Regions from separate parts of the Capsicum annuum genome. Here region 1 is linked to region 2. Evidence: chromatin contacts called from public Hi-C data. All regions are on one chromosome and are shown on one strand. The core of a region is the stretch at or near the end of the contact, and the rest is flanking DNA. Distances in the headings are between cores, read along the strand shown.

Evidence for each region. A called contact is a pair of places that touch in the nucleus more often than the background predicts.
Region 1: a contact with region 2 is called in a Hi-C map of bud, with 2.8 times the contacts expected there. The contact joins the enhancer-like site here to the promoter of LOC107875614 in region 2. A contact is called at or near these places in 2 of 5 Hi-C or Micro-C datasets (bud and placenta).

What each region holds. Positions count from the first base shown.
Region 1 is chr6:220,228,294-220,233,207 of UCD10Xv1.1, forward strand. No RefSeq gene overlaps it. Among protein-coding and RNA genes, the nearest start is that of LOC107874647, 4.9 kb to the left of the region's middle. Within about 2 kb of position 3,223, at least 1 of the 5 cell types and tissues checked has an H3K27ac peak or open chromatin away from gene starts, as enhancers often do. A contact at or near this core is called in bud, where this site is marked.
Region 2 is chr6:220,176,186-220,181,456 of UCD10Xv1.1, forward strand. LOC107875614 reads right to left here and starts at 3,075. Exons shown (of 8, transcript XM_016722396.2): 1 at 2,272-3,075; 2 at 1-1,449. The coding sequence starts at 2,760.

The DNA of each region.
Region 1 (4,914 bases), core at 1,973-4,472, 52 kb after region 2:
TAAAACTTGGGCTCTATATATCAGTGAAAATTCTCTACAGTCCATGGTTTAGGTAAGCGCACAAGAGTTGTTTTTTTTCTCTAATTTTAAGATTGTGAATTCGAGTCGCCAAGCAAGCAAACACTATAATTATCATGAGTGTTTTTCCATTACGTTAGATTAAAGTTCAAACACAAAAACACAAGTTATGAAACACAAGGCTAGCTGATCATCTGACTGCAAATCTACTTAGACTACATAAAAAGCAATCTTGTTATAACCTTGATTATTCACTCTCAAAATCATACATAGCCATGTAGCTTATAGATTTATATTTTTAAGATCTTTTTTACTAATATTAGGGGCAGCCCCAAAAGAGGGGAATAGGAATTGACGGCATAAGTTGCCTAAATAAATATTTTACTATTTAATGATGTTTGTTATGTGCACGTTTCGATGATTATTGGTAATTAAGCTATGCATGTTGATACATTGGTACCTTGTTTGGGATATTATGTCCAAATACAATGTGTATCTATGTGTGGAAGAGAGTTGGCTATTAAAGAGGAAAGATTGGTGCACATGTAGTGGGGGACTAAGTACTTGATCAGTTTATCTTTCTTTTTTGTTCCGTGTTTGATACTCCAATTGAAGCCTGATACTATAAAGCTTGTTTCACGTTGAAAAATTTTATATTAAAATGAAACGCTTAAGATAAATGATTCTATACCTGAAAAATTTGATCTCGATCTCAATCTCTCATTAAAAATGGGGGTTCTTATTATTCCAACGTAACCTCTGGTTGGTGTACTTGTTCAGTATAACTCATAAATTATCTTGTATTAATTTCAACTATTATAAAATGGATGTTTTTTTTTAAGTTACGTTTTCTATAGTGACATTTCAAAAGAGTTGTATAGAAGTCAAATTATATCCAACTATTTAGAATCAATGGTAATTTGAAAGAAGTTAAGTTAGCTAAACCTATACTAATTGTACGTATAAAAATGTGAACGTTGGAGCTAGATAGATTATGTTAATTTTGTGAAAATCCTCTACATCATCGGTAAATATAAGTAAAAGGAGATATAAAGGACCCTGTGTCCAATATAAATTACTTTTTGTGTCTCAATTTATGTGACACGAATTATATTTAGAAAGTCAGTAAAATTTTTACATGTTCTTTTAATTTATAATATTTTTTATATAATTTTCAAATAAATATAAGTTACTCTGTCTCAATTTATGACATTGATACAATTTCAGTCAACTAAATTTTTATATATCTTTAACTATTTTAAATTGTTAATTATTGTATTTATAGTACTTTTTATATTATTTTTTCAAATAATATATTACACTTCTTTTGTTTCAATTTATGTGAAACTAATAAAACTTTGAGAATAAATCAAATTTTTGTGTCTTTTAAATATTTTAAGTTATTAATATTATGATTTTTATTACTTTTTATGTGATTTTTAAATACATAAAATAAATATATGTTATCTAACAGTATGAAATAACCATAAAAAGGGAGGAGTCAATCAAATTGGCCCCTTTGTCTTTTAGAAGTAAGGAGAATTCATCATTGAAAAGCATTACTAATTTTAATTTAGAAAAAAAAAAATTGAATTGGATTAGTATTTCAAATTATTATACGTGGAATAGCAAAGAAGTAATATAGCAAAGTCAATGATCAAATTATCTGTTACGCATAATTCACAGTTTGGAAATTCCGTCGAGTTGTCAACGTGTTAATTATACCTGTCCACAGTTGAAGGTTTCACTAGCTAGTGACGGCGTAGGATGATGCACGTTGCTATTAAAAGAAATACATATGTACCACTATTATACGTATTGAGTTATACCAATTTATAATGATTGAATGACAAAATAATTAAAAATATGTAGTACATTTTCTGGTTAAATTTATGTGATTTTATTTTGTTTGTGATTCAAATAATATTTAGATCCACATTTACAATGTGATTTCATCATATTTGACATGAGAATAATCAACAATTTAAGTTTATTTTTATGATTTTGAATATTAAATTTTAATTTAAAATAAGTATCTTTAAAAATTATTTTCCAAAATTAAAAAGTGCCACAAAATTTACAAGCGAGGGAATAGTAATTATTTTTGACCTTTTGCTAAAAGTTCGCACCTTTTAATTTTCTTGATAATTCGAACCCGTGTGGGAGGCGAAAGATGCTTGTCATGAGGGAAAAGTAATTAACCATTGTTAAGTGATAATTTTTATATTTGTTGATGTGAATTGTGGCAAACATGTTGTATGGAACGAAGTGTTGGTCAGTTAAGAATTCTTACATTCAAAAGTTAATGGTGGTGGAGATGAGGATGTTGCGATGGATGTGTGGACTTATCAGGAGTGATAAGGTTAGAAATGAGATTATTCGGAAAGAAGGTGACATTCGGTTCGATAGAGGCAAGATGAGAAAAGTGAAGTTGCAATGGTTCATGCATGTGATGAGGAGAGGCACAGATGCTCCAGTCCAAGGGTGTGAGAGACTGACTATGGATGATTTCAGGCAGGGCAGAGGTAGACCGAAGAAATATTGAAGGGAGATGATCATTAGACATGATATGGAACAGTTACATCTTACGGATGACATGACCTTGATAGGAAAGTGTGGAGGACGCGAATAGGGGTAGAGGTTTAATGGGTAAGAGTTTGTCAGTAACAGTAAGTAAGAGTACTTTTGTTTGTATCTACATTTGTAGTTGCTTGTTCGTGGTGTTTTGGTGATGTCTTCAATTTTGAATAGATAATTTATAGTACTACCTTGTGGGTGCCTTGTTTTCATTATTATCTACTAGTAGGGTGTTATCTCATTTTTGTTGTGTGTTTTTATGTTTTCTATTTTTTTTAGTTTGTTTGTTATTTGTCCTGAGCCGAGAATCTATCGGAAACAACCTCTCTATATATTTTATTTGAGGTAATAGTATAAACTGCATACTCTTTATTCTTTTTAAATTCCGGTTTGTGAGAATATAGCAGGTATGTTTGTTGTTGTTGATGACTCGATGTGAATTGTGATACACAGTGAGTGCAAATAATGTCTTTAGCTTATAATAATGGTGATGATCAAAGCATAGGCAAGTGACAGTGGCTGTAGAATTTGTGGTTAAATTGAGTTCATACTTTATTGGAAGCATCGTGTGGGCAGCTCACCAGAATATATTATCCTTCCAGATGGCATGCTTCTCAACTCAACAGATCTGTTCTCTATTTCTTCTAAAAATCCATTGAAAAATTATGTCCAAGAGTTAAAAGTAATTTCCATTTTTTCTTCTCTCTTTTTTCTATTGGCTTACGTTGTTTTCTATACTAGTAAAAGATGGTAGTTCAAGAACCTAACTAAACTTGAGGGTGCCAAAGGGAGAATGAAATGGAGACACATTTTGCCACTTGACTTATGTTTAGGGCACGAAGTACAGATTCAATTGTTACTATATATATTTAAAATTTAATTATTATCATTTGAATTCATCATTCTGAAATTTAAAAGTTACATAGTTAAAATCCATACTTAAATGATAATTTTTTCTCAATTTATTTATCTTATTTTTCTTATTCGTGTGTTTCGAAAAATATGTCTTTTTTCCTTTTTGGCAATTCCTTAATTCTAAGTAAACATTTGATAGTAAGAATTTTTTACTTTTTTCTAAAAAATTATTTTATTTTAGTGAAAAAAATTAAAATAGTAGTGTTTGATCATAATAATTATTTTTGAAAAAGTGAATTTTCACTTCTATTTCTCTCACAAAATTTTAAAACACAACTTCAATTTATATCCATGGTCAAACACAACACCAGCTCCAGCTCCAACTCCAACTTTAAAAAATTGTTACTTTCATGACTAAACGAGAGGCCTAATTTTTCATTCGATATATTTAAGTTTATAAACTTAATAAATATTTTGTCACATTTCACATATCTTAATTTCAAATCATTTTTAAAAAAAAAAAAAATACTTTTTAAATAATATATCAAGTCATTATCGAATACACAAATTAAAATTGAAGCAGCAGTATGCACCAATAAAAATAGTGAGGGCAGGAAATGCAGGTTATAATTATGATGTATCGAGTGTGAAAGTATGCCATTTGCCTGCCATTATACCAGCAATACATTACCACATCCTCCTATTAAAATAGACTTCATCTTCTAACGCCTAAATAAACTTCATGTTCATTTGTGCAATAGCTCCTTTATAACGATTCAACTGAACTCTCTCACTATTTTTCTAAAAAAAAAAATTAATAGGTATTTAGTGAATCTTTTAACACATACAAATGATCTAAGCTAGAGGCGAGGCTAGAGGGATGGAAGGGGGTTCGTTTGAATCTCTTTGGAAACAAAAAACACACATTTTATATATTAGAATAATTAACTTTTATTTGTTACGTAAGTTAAGTTCTTGATAAAAAATTTCTTTCACCGCTAACACGCAAATTACATGTAGATATACCTCTGGCTTTTACCTTGTAATGGCGCAGTAATTTTGACTGATACTCGACTTTGCTAATATGAAACTATGACATCAGTGTCCATGCCTTAAAGACAATTTCATAATTTTATTTTTCAGTTACTGAATTTTTATCACCTAAACTCCTCAATAATTTAAAAAAGCTAGTTGACTGATCAACTGGGAATTCAACTTCAAGAACTGCAGAGTAGTGCAGACAATTTGTTAATGGTCTAAGACGTGTAATTAAGTACTACTACTTAATTGGAAATAATTGATTGGTGAACCGTTAAGTATAGTAACTACTTGTCGACTTTTAATTTTTGTTTCATATAACCACCGTTTCATGTTCTATGGTTGTTGATAATATAATGCCCACATTCAAATAAAAACAAGCATACCTACTATACTTTGAACTAATCTCACTTATGGTTTCAACCG
Region 2 (5,271 bases), core at 1,825-4,324:
TTGATGCATGCACGGTCTTCCCGTGAGGCTAACAGCATCACATAGTTGCCTGCCAGAAGTCCAGACATATGTGCATTCCTCATCCAGTTTCTGCAAGTATAACTGCACAGCAGGTCCCTTGACCATTGAATTGAAAGTATGAAGAGCCCTCTCCAAATGGGCCTTATGCTGAGAAGTTGGGTAGCATGGAGGCAACTCATTTAAATATGTATCCTTAGCTACTGGAAGGGCCTTTTGGCACCATAAAGTAGAAAACCTAGTATTTATCCCTCTACCACTCGCCAAATAAGACATTGCAATCTCAAGTGGATCTGAAACTTTTGAAGCATTTCCTTCAAGAGGTGGTGAAACAGAATTTCTTTGTCGGAGATTCCTCTTACTAATTTCAGTCTCATCTGCAATGGCATGTTTCGCGGACAGGATCGATTGCAGAATAAGCTGACTAGAAGATAACCATTTCTCCAAATGTGGAAGTTCAGGAGAAGTAAATGTCTTTCCAGAAGCAGCAGAAGCAGCGGCTGCTGCTGCAGCAACAGCAACCATCCCAACACCAGAAGCTGGACCACTGTTGGTATTTGAAACCACACCCCCTCGTCCTCTTAATATATCTGTCTGCCTGCAGATGAACTCCTTGATAGAAAGTAAGTCTTCTCTATTTGCACTCTGGCTATGACTTTCAAAAAGAAGAGAATCTGAGGTAGCTTTTCCACTCAGAACATCTTCCACAAGGCCAGTGGCAAATTCAAGGGATTCACCTCTCTTATTAGAGGTTCTATCTAAAAGTGCAACAGCCTTTGATGCATCAAGGGAAAACAGCATTGCAGAATTTGACACGCCCCCACTTCTTGAACCTGTATGACCAGTTTCAGAACCTGAGAGCGTCCGGCATTTCTTAATGGAGAATCGAATCTGTGCCTCCAGAGAAGACTGCAACTTCTTCCTGAACCCACCTTCAGACTTACTCATAGGACGTGCAAGCACAACCACAGAACCAGAACCTTTTGGAGCCAAGCTTGGCCGAGCCGAGGTACCAACAATTGATGATTGATTTGCCAAGGAAATATCAGCAGGTTCCTCAACACTAGAACTAGGATAATCATCAGCAAAATCGTCAAGAAAAACAAAGAGTGTAACTGGAGTACACTGTCCGGGTAATAAAGAGGCATATGAACCTAAACCTGACATCAGAGTAATTGCTGAATTATTTCGGTTGAAAATGCCACGGCTTTTGACAGGCGAAGGATTGTTAGATGATCTTCCTGACGCAGCTCTACGTGATGGAGATGCAAAAGATGAAGCAGACTCAGAGGGTGACAGAGATTGTGACTGAGATTGTGACTTAACAAATGGAGTCATTGCTTGTTTAGCTGCTTGCAAGACGCGAAGTTTCTTCAGTGTCTGTGTGTCAAAGCGTGACCCTTCTTGGATAAAAACTACAACATGACAAACCTGCATAGCTAAGCATGGTTGAGTAGCACTCTACGATTAACTAGGGGAAGTATGAAATATTAAATAGAAAGCCTACAAAAGAAATTCCATATGGTGAACTCCACCTCCCAAACCCCTACCGAGGAGCCCAATGGTGGCCCTCCTAATTTGCTCCCTGGCTAAACTCACAGCCTTGTGGTTGGAGATGAGGGCCTCTACCGATAGGTATCCCTTCCTTGTCAAATAAGAATATGATTAGCACCAATAATAACAAATGTGGAGAAGACCTTTACTCACAGGGTAAGAAGAAAGAACTGGACTCCAAGTTTCAGTGTCCTCACAGACCCAATGATCACCCTTTAGTAAAGAAGATGGCAACACAAATTGAATACTAACCAACAATATTTACATGCTCATTTTGATGCATGAAAAAAAAAAGATTCATGGAAATGATGCAAAATTCTTCTACACACATTTCTTCTATTCAACTGCAAATCCAAAACCTTGCCCAATTACAATTTAGAAGAAGCAACCTTTCGCGTTAACACTATAGACAGCTGCAACTCAAATTACTAAGTGAGAGTCAGACAACTCATTCGGGTTAACACTATAGACAGCTGCAACTCAAATTCTCCACTAGCTTTATTGATCAAGTCTATATAGAGCAAATAAAATTATGTGTAAAATATTTCAAAAGCTTCATAGTCTTTAATGTACAACCAATAAACAAAATCTAAGATAACGAGGAATAAAGAAGCCATTTTGGCCACACAAATTTCCTCTTTTGATTGAAAAAACTGCCCAACATTTCAACATAGAGTGAAGAAGAAAAAAAAAACTCACAGAGAACATAAAGAGCATAGCTTGGAGATCGCCATATTCGTAGTCTTCCAAAAGTGAATCAAATCCCATCTTAGACTCCAAATTGCCTTCTTCCATCAAAGGGCATCGAATTGAAGAGAATTGCAAAAACAAAATCCCTTTTTCATCATCATGATAGTAGCTTATATTCCTATACTCGAACCAACTCTTCATCTCATCGGTTACATCAAACTCCGGGTTATCAACAAAAATTTGCCTATCTAAACAGCCGGAGCAAAACACATTATCATCAATAATCCGGTCCATCAGGTAAGCCACGTCATCGTGACGTTTTCCGATGAAACCAACCACAACGATGCCGTTTTGAGGGGTTAACGGGAGTGTATCCGATGAGGTTGATGTAGGTGGGTGGGGAGGAGGAGGTATAGGGGGAGTATGAGAGTGAGAAGTTGGAATTGGAGGTCGAATTAGTACTCGCATGGACTGAGCATTTGGTTTTGAGGAGTCCATTGACACCGACAGTTGACAGAATCACCTGTGTACTTCCATCGGAAACTGCCCTATGTGGCGATAGAAGGCAAACGGTCGTCGGACGGTGGACGGAAGACGGTCGTCGGACGGTGGACGGAAGACGGTCGGCGGACGGTCGGCGGAGGACGACGACGTCGGTGAGAATATGTGTTGATAATTTTGTCGTCAAAGCAATGGCGTTGAAACGGCAAAGACGAGAGGAAGTACGACGGGGAAGCTAGTCAGAGCAAGAGTTATGGACTGGGCTAAAGGTTGGCTCATAATGGGCTATACAATTCAATAGTCCAAGAAAGCAAGCCCGTGTTTAGAAGCTTTTAGGCGGCCCAATAAGTGTGTGTGTAGAATGCGTGGTAAGTATATATATGGTTGCGCACTTTGTTTGGATAGTGGTTATCCATGATATAATATGGTATCGTTCTAAATTACCATGTTTGTTTTGATTGCTTTTTAAAATAATTATTTGTTAAAACATATGGTATGGTATAATTTGATTTCATGATTAGGTAACCATGAAAAAACTCATTTTATATAATCACCGACTTGGTAGATTTACATCATTACCTTAATTTTTTTTTATTGACCTTTACTTATTATTTAATAGCTTATTTTATCATTTATCCTACCTTTTTATATTAATCTTATCCCGTATCCTACCTTTTTTTAGTAGTTTTTTCTTTCAAATTATTGATTTGTGAGATTATGTAACTGCAGAAAATGATACAATCTATCCAAACACTGTATTCATTAAAACAATAAAATACCATGCAATACAACACAATATCGTACATTACCATACATTATGAAACCATAAGAAACATCCATCCAAACAAAGGGATCGTTTAGTAGAATGCAGAAAAAAGTCAAGACGATTCTGCCCTATGTGAGATTATGTAACTGCAGAAAATAATACAATCTATCCAAACTCTGTATTCATTAAAACAATAAAATACCATGCAATACAACACAATATCGTACATTACCATATATATATATATATATATATATATATATGTGTGTGTGTGTGTGTGTGTGTATGTATATATATATACATATATATATACCTATTGCACTTCTCTCTAGTGAAGGGTTGTCGATCGACACCCCATCGTCGAGGGGGGACTCTACTATTGATTTTTTAGAATATAAGTTTTATATATTATCAATATAAAGTTATTATACACTCACTATAAGGTCATCCAAAAAATATTTACATGTAATTTTTTAGAAGTGTGGATTATACTATCTAAAATAAGACATATATCATATGCTACAGCAAGTACAAAAGAATTGATATATATATGAGTGTATATGATTAAAAATCATTCTACAAAATACAGAATTGGTGAACTACTTATACACATATGCATGCAACTGGAGCAACCACTTATCTATCAGTAATCTTTGTATGATATGCTAATAACCATATTAATTGAAACAACAATGGATTTAGTATATATCTGGTCAAAGTGAACTTTGTTGTGATAATTACTGCAATATAATGATTTTAGAATACTTATGTCCTCTGATTACTATTGAGCAAGATACAAGCGTTTAGATTTTTTTTTTTTGTCACGAGATATATATATATATATACATTAGTTCACATAGAATAAGATCATCAAAAAAAAAAAAATTCAATATTTTGCTTCAATTCTTTCATGATATCAGAGCGGTAGCTTGATCCAATCTCTCTTCCTCCCTTCAAGCATCACTTGATTTAAATGGATCAACACGGTACTCCAGGTGTGGTTAACGCTACCACTGCATCTCCTACTACAGTTGCAATTCCTACTGCACATGGGATCAACATAAATCATTCTTACTATTTTGCCCCTTCAGATTCACCTGGTATGACCATTGTCAACTCCATCTTTGATGGAAGAGGTTTTTCAGGGTGGAGAAGAAGAGTATTGATAGCTTTATCTGCGAAAAAGAAACTTGAATTTAATTCTTTGTCAAGGGAGATTGGAGATAGCGTGATCTATTTCAAGACGGCCAAAGAATTGTGGGATAGCTTAGAGCACAGGTTCGGTAGATCTAAAGGTGCTAAGCTATATCATTTGCAAAAGAAAATCTCAGAACTGGTTCAGGGAACTAACTGTCGCGCCCCGTTTTCCTCGAGGAAAGCGGTATTCGACGTGACAAACTCTTTTTGGGATTGTTTTGAGAAAGAGTGTGAAGAGTCGCCACCTAACGTATTAAGGTGCATTAGGGCACCGGTCTAGGCTACTACAACCTATTTTGTCATTTTGTCTTAGTTCACCAGAGTTCGGGTAAGGGTTCAAAGTACCTTGAAAGGAAGGTATTAGGCACCTTTCGAGGTCTACAAAGGTGGTTCCCAGCCGAATTCATACTTTACATGGGGATTCTATGTGATCAAATAAAGGTCTCTTGTTTTATTGTTAATTTAGTGTTTAGCTACGTGATAAAGTAATTAATAAGCAAACACATGTCATTTTGTTATTTCTAATTGTTGATAGCTAAGTGATA